2 separate regions of the Pan troglodytes genome follow, and region 1 is linked to region 2. The links are chromatin contacts, called in public Hi-C maps. All regions are on one chromosome and are shown on one strand. The core of a region is the stretch at or near the end of the contact, and the rest is flanking DNA. Distances in the headings are between cores, read along the strand shown.

Region 1 (4,643 bases), core at 813-3,312, 710 kb after region 2:
ATCCTGGAGTATCTTGTAGTGAGTGCCACAAAGAAAGCAAGAAAGAAACAGCTCAAAAACAAAAACCCGCAATGATGGGGGTGTGTCAAAGGGACACAGGAGTCACGTGAAAGAGCTCCCAGAGGCAAAACAAACAAACAAACAAAATCTAGTAGTATACTATTTGATTATAACTCAAAGTATGGAATAAATCTCTATGAGTCCATATTGATAGAAATAAACAATTGAATACGTAAATAAATGGGGAAGAAGAGAGAAATTTTCTGTGCAGAGAAATTTCAAAAATGTTTATAGGTACTGTGCTCTCTGAGGGTGGAATATAACTCCCCCTCCTTAAGTGTGGACTACACGTGGTCACTTTCTTGTGATAGTACAGTATAAAAAAGGGAGAGGGGACAGTAACTTTACAGAGAAGAAACCCGACAAACACCGTCTCAGCGAGGTGATGACGTTCAACATCTACAATGTTAAGTCATGTTAATAATACATACGCTGAATATGATGTGATAAGAATGGCATTTTATCTCTGCCTTCTTCCTCTCAAAAACCCATAACCCCAGTCTAATTATTAGAAAACCTTAGACAAATTCCAAAAGAGGAACCTTCTACTAAACTCCTGAGCAGTACTCCTCAAAACTGTCAAGGTCATTAAAAACAAGTTTAAAGTCTGAGAAACCACTACCGCCAGCAGGATCTTAAGGAGACATGACAACTAAGGTAAGGCGGTATCCTGGGTAGGCTCCCGGAGCAGAAAAAGGACACCAGGTCAAAATAAAGGAAATCCGAATAAAGTATTGGCTTCAGTTAATAATAATGTATCAATATTCCTTCACTAATTGTAACAAATGTGTTATGCTAATATGATTAAAACAACAACAACAACAGGAGAAACTATATGTTAAAAATAGGAGGCCGGGCGCGGTAGCTCACACCTGTAATCCCAGCAGTTTGGGAGGCCAAGGCAGGTGGATCACGAGGTCAGGAGATCGAGACCATCCTAGCTAACACGGTGAAACCCTGTCTCTACTAAAAATATTAAAAAAAAAAAAAAAAAAAAGCCAGGCGTGGTGGCGGGCGCCTCTCGTCCCAGCTATTCGGGAGGCTGAGGCAGGAGAATGGCATGAACCCGGGAGGTGGAGCTTGCAGTGAGCCGAGATTGCGCCACCGCACTCTAGCCTGGACGACAGAGAGAGACTCCGTCTCAAAAAAATAAAATAAAATAAATAAAAAAAGGAGAAAGTGGGGGAACTCTTGCTATATTCATAGTTTTTCTGCAAATCTAAAGCTGTTTGAAACAAAGTTGATTAAAACAACCAAAAATTACCCATGCCTGGCACATAGTAATTCTCTATAATAATTTGGCTGTAGTGACGGTAGCAGTAGTACTCATGGCTCCAGTGTAGGCGCATGGAGGAGACGGGGGTCGGGGGGCAAGATTTGCTGAGTCCTTTATGTTCTTCCTGTGGGAATTTAGGTTCAAAGGTCCAGGAAATAAACTGTCACTGTGCTGGTCACCACCCAACAACCACTTCTAGACCCTGTACCAAGGGCAGCACAGCCCGTAGCTTTATAGTGACTTTGTAGGGAGGAGGGCACTCCCCGATTCCCACAAATAAAGAGAAGGTCACCCTCACACACACACATCCTCCAAGGCAAAAAAAAATAAAAAATAAAAAGATTGGTGGAAATGCAAATGCAAAGAAAATGCAAAGATTTCAATCAAGAGGTGTTTTGTAATCAGAAGGAACTTCTAATCAAGGGCCAAGAAACTGACCCCACCCAGTGGCTGCCAGATGACTTAAAAACCCGGAAGTCAGAATGGTGGTTTTTGTTAAATGGTAGCGCTCCCTGGTGTATTGAGCTGGTGAAATATGGCTTGTATTTCCCTTGCCTGCATGCAGTCTTAAATCCTCCCTCAATAGAAAATCTCCTGTCAGGCTGATCCACACTAACCACGGGCACTCCTGCTCTCCCCAAAATAAGCAAGATCAGCCCAGGAAGTCAAGTCCTCATCTCCTGTCAGATGTCAACACAAGCATGCTACGGCCACGTTGCAACCAGGTTAGGGACAAAGAAGAGCAGCCTGGATGTACAGCATTACCAAGGCGGATGCTTCTGTGAGCGTCAAAAACCCTGGGTTACAATCACGTTTCACTAACGAAACACAAACAAGCAGTGGCTGTGCTTCATTTGCAACAGGCGTTTCCAGACCCTAATATTGCCCACACTTGCTTGAGTTGGAGAATGTCTTTACATTCATAACAAACCTTGAAAGTAGAAGCTGAGACACAAAGTAGCAGCTTAAATGCAGTGCTCTTCGGGGACTTCACTAAGAAACAACCTGAGTGTTCCCCAGTACGATTGCTTTAAGAGTGACGAGATCGCCCTCTCGTGGGGGAGAAAGGGCCCTGCATGCAGGGTGCAAACCTGTGAGGGCCAATGCACCACCGGCTACGGGGTCAGCCTGGGTTGGATTCATGTGGTTGGTGCCTGCTCTGTTTTCTCCTCCTCATGATCTTGGTGGTGTTCCAAGAGAATTGTCCACCCACATAAGCAAGAGAAAATTCCCGGGGTGAAATGACTGGACTATTTTTAAGCCGACTGGGCCAGGTTGGGTTTCATGTCTCTCCTGATCAGTGTTTGCCTGGGTTTGCAGCTCATTCTCATCACGGAAAAAGCCCTCCCGACTACAGACCGCGGGACAGGCAACTCATCACTGTGAAGGAACCCAAGCCAACTCTTTAAGCCAGTGGGCAAGGTCTTAGATAAGACACCAAAATGGAGAAAGTTGCCCATTGCTGAGGGGCGCCCGTTTGGACAAACAGCAAAATGGGGCCAGCCAAGAGCATCACTTCAGACAGAGAAAAACGAGAAGGGAAGGGGCTCAGAGGCATTGGCCTGATACAGAATATGACTAACTGTCCCCTGTCTAGGTCAACTCCTTAGGACATAAAAATAAGTCACTCAAACAAAGCCATGGTTAGTGTTTTAAACAAAATATAGATATGTTTAAAACTTAGCAACACAGGACAAGTTATACCAACAGCAAAACACAGAAAAATCTGAGGTGAGGGAGTAAGGAGTAAGTCCCTTTGCCTGAATTCATGCCATGTTTTATTAAAGTGAACAAGGAATACCCATGCTTGAAATCCCCTCCCCAAATGGCTTTGTTAGCTGGACACAGCCACTCCATCTCAGGTGTAATTTCGCACACACAGGCAGGTGAGGTCCTGAGCTGGGGACAGCTCTCTGGCGGTGAGACATCTCCCCAGAGGCTCACAGGTACACTCTAGCCGCCTATGGGTCTATAGGAGCCCTGGGGAAGAAGAGATGGAGTGTCAGGTTTAGATTAGGTTATTCTGGCAACAAAAAGGAAAGGGCAGGGGAGGAGAACATTATCAGTGTCCTTCAAGAACGGGCAACTTCAGAGAGTATGCAAATAGGCAATAGCTATAGGGAAAAAAAAATTCACAATGGCATTCAAAAAATGTAACTTAAATTAAGGATGTTACATCATTTTCCACCTATCAGAAGGGCAAAATGAAAAAGCATGACATATCCATTACTGAATATCTGAGGAAAGAGACACCAGACACCACTATTAAAAGGAGCAAAAATGGTCTTCCCACTTCTGGAGACCAGTTGTATCCAATATCTTCAAAACGTGCATATCTTAAGGTCCAGTAATTCCCTTCTGGGAACTCTAAAATAAGACTTGCACAACATTTTCCAATATGAATATCCCTAAAGGTTTATGAATGACCACATTATAGAGCTTATATTTTGGGCTTCAGGTAAATAAGAAAATAAGGACAGAATTCAACCACCAAAAGGCATCTAAGAATTAGGGAAAATGTTGGTGGAACCTCTAAACCTTTTCTCCATGTTCCCAGTGGATATGGTCTATGGCTGATCCCATGATGGGAAATCTCTGCCCAACGGTCAAAATGGTGTTTTCAGCTAGTCTCACAAGTTCAGAGTCATACACCAGCACTTTATTTTCTATTTAAATGTTTACGGTTTAAATTGAAACTGTGGGGGCCTTTCATTCTGTCAGGAGGCCATGGTCAACATCCTCAGTGTGTTTTGTCCTTGGCACAGCCTCCTAGGAAGCCTCAGGCTCAGCTCAGATGCTTCACTATGAACATTACCAAAGACTCATGGGCATTTCAGAATTTAAGAAAGAGCCCACCTTCACCTAGCACAAGACTTTGCAAATAATCCAGACCCTTTCATCAAAGTGGCTCCACAATTATGTGGTGTGCACAAGGCCGCCTGGGCAGTCTTTACCTCATCACCCCCTTGGCAGGACATGTTTAGAAGCTGCTTCTCTGTGATAAGATTTCCTCCGCATCTTAAATAACCTGGACAGCAATAAGCCAGTGTTAAGGTGATAGCTGTCAGCTTCTTCTAGGATGGATCAGCAGTGTCTTTGGAAAAGCAAAAAGCTAGAAGCCCAGGTAAACACTTACAACACGACAATGACAAAAAGATATGAATAATAAATGCCTTCAAAAATATGATCTTCCTAGGAGACTTTATTTACACGCTCAGCCATTCTTTTGCTTTTTCTCTGGCTCCCAAATAGGATTTAATCTTTTGACAATTTTTCACTCCAAGAAAGACTAAAGAGCCCATGGTGG
Region 2 (4,869 bases), core at 211-2,710:
GTCAGAGGAACGCTCAGGCTGGTACCCGCGCCAACCCCAGTTTCCTCCCACCAGGGAGCGACTCGGCGGCCAAACCCGAGGCTTCAGGAACCGGACCTCCATCCGCAGCTGCAATTCTGGGGATCAGGGAGTTATAGTTCCAGGGCCGATTTCTGCTGGGAAATTAGGCTTTGGGGTCCACGCACCTCACCCCTATTTTCTACAAAACTTTGTGTCTTTCTCCAAATAAGAATTCATACCAAGTTGGAACTAGCCCACCCTACCCCAGCGGGTCCACTCCCCTCCAGCCTTCGAACGGCACCTACTCACAGCGCCTCCCAGCCCCGGGAAAGGGGGAAGGCTCAGGTGTGCGGGATCCCCAGGCTGAGTGGCGAGCGGGCTGGCGGGCATGCTGTCACCTTGTGGTCCGCCACTCCGAGGTATCCGTCCAGTGGCCGCGGTCCCGCGGGGACCCCGGGGCGCTGCTGGGTGCTGCTCTCCGCCTCCGGCTGCGAGCTGCCGGTGGCCGACGCCTGCTGCTGCTGTTGCTGCTGCTGCTGCTGCTGCGGGGGCCGCTCCTTCTGGCCGCCGAGGCTGCTGTACACTAGCAACAAGCTGGTGCACATGGTGGTGAGCGCTAAACACACTGCCAGACCATGGCGCTGCGGGCGGGCGGGAGAGAGAAGAGGAGAGCGGCTGAGCGCAGACACCGGAGGAGCGCGCCCAGCGGGGACAACTGCGCCGTGGTCACTCTAGTGGGGGAGATTTGGGGCGGCCTGGGCCCCAGCCCCGCCGCACGCAACTGGGACAGAGAAAGCACCGTCCCCTCGCGTACCGCAAGGGATGCTCCGGGCGCGTCGCTGCTTTCGGCCGCCGCCGCCCAGATCTCTCGGTAGAGGGCAGATGGTGTACGGCCCCGGGCTGAGGGAGGGAGCGCGCCGGGCCGAGGACAGGGGTGGGTTTGCACTTTGGGGAAGGGCCCGTCTGGCGCAGCCACCCCAGCCAAGCTGCTGGAATTTTGAGTCCTTCACACCCCTCCTTTCCTGGGGCCCTGGATCCTTGCGATCCTTGCAAGTTTGAAATCTAAGAAAACGAAGAAAGTCTGCAAAGGTCCCCCCTCCCCGTCCCTCTTAGTTTTTGGCAGGCTGTTGCTTTTGGGCACCCCCATCCCTTGAGCAATCTGCCCACTCCTCCATCGCTCCTGCAGCTCTCCGCCACCCCCTCGGACCTCTCGCCGGAGATCTAGGAGGCGAGGCAACCCCGAGTTCCCATCCTGGCTCTGGGATTCCGAGCCAGGCAGAGCTGGAGAATCGGGAGGGAACGCGGAGCGGGTAGAAAGTTGTCCCTTTGTAACAGGCGACCTCGCGGCCCAGGGTTAGGCGTCCCGGAGTCTCCACGGTGCGTCCCGTGGACCCTGAGCCCGGGGATCCCCCTCTTTGCCCGGTGGAGTTGCCACAACTGACTCACCATCAGGGTCTTCATTTTGGGCACCTCTTTTGTGCAGAATCCTCAGGCTCGCGCGTCCGGGGCCACTTTTTCCTGGAGGGTTTCCATGATGGGTAATGGGGCGGAGGCGGCTCTGATTTTTGCCCAGCAGCCGGCCGCGGCAGATCGCGCGCGGGAGCCGCGGGACCCGGGAAGCGCGGCTGTTGCAGAGATTAGAGACAGAATTAAAACTGAACCGGACCCTCGTAGTCTCTCAGCGATCTACACAACTGCCGCCTGCCGCCGCCTGCTGGGTCCTAAAGACCTCTGCATCCCCTTCCCCGCCCCCAAATAATAATCTTTTCAGTAGTGAAATTTCTGGGGAGAGAGAGTTAACCGAGCCAGTGTACCCACTTCTTGGTCCGCGGGCTTATTTATCTTTAAAGAAGTCATCAAGTAGTAAAGGAGAACCTGATTGGATTCTGAACGTGATAGCCATGTGAAAATCTGCAAACTAAATTTTCTGTTTTGCGATGTTGATAAAAACAAATCAACCTCCCAAATGTCAATAACTCTATTTATAGCGTTTGCATTTATGTACGTAGCATAGAGAAATATATGATGAAATTATTTTTCTTAAAAAATTATTTATTGTTCCGTTTTTCAATTGCTCACTTTCTTATTTTCTCTTCTCTCTTAATTTTACTTTATCAGATTCAGTTATTCTCATGCATTCTTTAGATCACAATATTTCATCTCAATTATTTCATTTATTATTTTCATTAAATATTACAATTTATATTTCTGCCTGACCTCTGAGTTTCCTAGTGTTCATCTAAATGATCTTAAAGTTTTAAAAACATTCAGCACGTCACAGCTACATGATTAACTTGACCTGTAGATTCTTCCTAATTTGGATGAAGAACTTCTGTCTGCTAGAGATAAAACTGCATATGGCTTATTTCATAATCCTAAGGTCTTTGGTGCTTTCCGTTGGTCTACTGCACTGACGGCGATAATTTCACATTCAGGACTTCAATTAAAATTAAAAAAACATAAGTATTGTTTTATGTTGGGAAAGTCACATCAATAGCTTGTTTTAAGGATGCTGTCTCCTCTGCATTGAATTACAAATGGCATTTGTTAAATGTCTAATTTAGCTAAAAACATATTTCTTGTGAAATTGCTCAGTGAAAATAGTTGTCTTAATGTATTACTTAACATCTCACCTGTAGCAGTGTAATGTTAAAGATTACATTAAGATGGAAATGATCAGCAGGCCTACTGAACCATGGGCACAATAAGAGCTTTCTCAAGGCCAAAGAAGGCATTACAATCCATTTTTAATCTTCCCTAATCTATTGCTGGACTGATGATACAACAGGAACTATTTTTATCTTATGAGGCATCCTTCCATACTTAGTATTAAGAAAGTTAAAATTATTGGTGCAATAATGAATATCAGTGCAACGTGTTTGGGAGAGGTCAAGAAAGCACACGATTTAGCCTTTCAAGGAAAAGCAAAATAGGAAGCACTGTCCAACATTGCCAGCCTTGAAACTATTTATTCAGTTTGTGCTTTAGGCATGAATAGTACCAGTTGTTAGGGCAGGAAAAGCAGCAGCCAGAGGAGAATCTTACCAGGTCTTGGCAATTCTTTATTGTATGGTTGCACTTGACACTCAAATTAATGAAACAAAGGACCAACTTGATGAATCATTGCAAGCAGATTATCTGTGTTTCTCCAGGGATCCTTTTAGATGCTATTAGAAGCAGCTCCTGCATTTTTCAGGATTATTCCCCCTCCATCTAGCAAGTTGCCTAGTGACTGATGAAACAGTTCTAATATATTTTGCCATGCCAAACAGAGGCATCATATCTATGATTTAAGTTCATGGCAGCATGTTGGACATCTGTTACACTGTATGTCTGACCAAATTCATTAAGCTTATGGGTTTTTTTTCCCCCTCCTGGGATAGCAGTTAGCTAGTTGCTAAATCTACTTATGAAATGGCCAGGGTAAATTTAAAAATGTAATTCAGAGCTTGATTTGAAAGATTTCAAGGTCTTGGCTTTTACATATTTGATTAGATTAATGCAGCCGTTTCAGGCATTCTGGCTTGAGAGCCAAATGGACAAGATAGGGTGAGGGAAACGAGCTAAAGAAAACAAGTCATAGAATTTACTTCAATTTGATGATCATTAATGATTGCCACTTATTTGGTGGTTCTGTATTAGAGAATACAGTGGTGAATAAGACAGACCTTCTCCTCTAAGAGCTTACAACCTAATATGTGTGTGTGTATGCACGTGTGTTGAGACAAGTTCATGACTAGGCAATAAAAGACAGAGTACTATAGATTCAACACAAATTTATCAAGCACTTCCTATGTTAAGCACTTACTCTGTTGAGTACCTACTATGTGCCAGGCATTAGGGATACCTGGATCAATAGACCACATGCTCTCTTCACAGTATATTCCCAGATAAGTGCTTAGAATCTTTCTGTTACAATCTTTAGGAACAATCAACACACCTGATTTGTTTTTCACCTTCTAAATGCCTGCTTATGTAAGGTCTGAGGGCTTTGTTATTTCAAGGGCATCTATCTACTTATGTTTATGTACCTTTATATTCACCCTTAAGTTAATCATTTGAATAACTATACAGGGTAGAAAACAGGCAGCATTCACAAACACTTGACTGACTTGGAGACAAGCAGACAAGTAGACAAGTCAATGAAGCTTTTTTAGTTCATCTAACTTGCACAGTTCAATACAAAGTGAGTCGAGAAATCACAATTTGTTTCTCAAAATCCAGGTAGCTGAGATGGATTTCTCACCATTTAAAATTTTGCCACATTTCTGCCTCTGGTGCCATCACATCCAATCAAATAGCTTCTTCCTTTTGAAAAAAGGAAAAAAAGAAAGGAAAATAAATTGAGTGTTCTGCAATGTAGGTTATGTGATACAATGAAGGTGAGAATTGATGAAACAAGGCATGTCATAGGGCGGTGAGAGAGCAGGTGGAATCCGTGCTCAGAGGGAACGCTAGCCTATGCTCATGCCACATAAGGCAGCACAAAGCTACCAAAGGAGGAAGAAAGACAGACTGCTGGAAATCCGTAAGCTCTGCCCACAATTCCTAAAATTCCTAAGTGACTTCTCAATTTAGAAACAAACGTTTCAAACATTTCAAAGATGGATAAAAACCAGAAAACAATATAATGAACTGCATTTGAGATACAATTGCTTTCCACATTATGATCTCAAAGAAAAAGAAGAAAGTTTTACTACATGAAGCAAGAGCAAAAATTTTATTAATGGCAGAAAGTCCCCATGGAACAAATTTGATTCTTGTCCATTTATGTTTGCAGTTTCCTTAACTCTCTTTATTTTACAGGCTAGGCCTAGTGGGTCCATCTGTTGAGAATAAGCTCCTGGAATCAGGCTGTCAGGACCCAGA

What was found. Hi-C and Micro-C count contacts between places; a contact is called where the count stands out from the background.
Region 1: a Hi-C map of induced pluripotent stem cells shows a contact between it and region 2, with 1.7 times the contacts expected there. The contact joins the enhancer-like site here to the promoter of ST6GALNAC5 in region 2. A contact is called at or near these places in 2 of 7 Hi-C or Micro-C datasets (induced pluripotent stem cells and stem cell-derived neural progenitor cells) and 1 of 1 datasets of contacts at active chromatin or transcription factors (stem cell-derived excitatory neurons).

What each region holds. Positions count from the first base shown.
Region 1 is chr1:154,865,464-154,870,106 of NHGRI_mPanTro3-v2.0_pri, forward strand. No RefSeq gene overlaps it. Among named protein-coding and RNA genes, the nearest start is that of ST6GALNAC3, 160 kb to the left of the region's middle. Within about 2 kb of position 2,063, at least 11 of the 24 cell types and tissues checked have an H3K27ac peak or open chromatin away from gene starts, as enhancers often do. A contact at or near this core is called in induced pluripotent stem cells, where this site is marked.
Region 2 is chr1:154,152,572-154,157,440 of NHGRI_mPanTro3-v2.0_pri, forward strand. It overlaps ST6GALNAC5 (ST6 N-acetylgalactosaminide alpha-2,6-sialyltransferase 5), which reads right to left and starts at 1,461. Exons shown (of 5, transcript NM_001037308.1): 1 at 1,447-1,461; 2 at 399-641. The coding sequence starts at 1,461.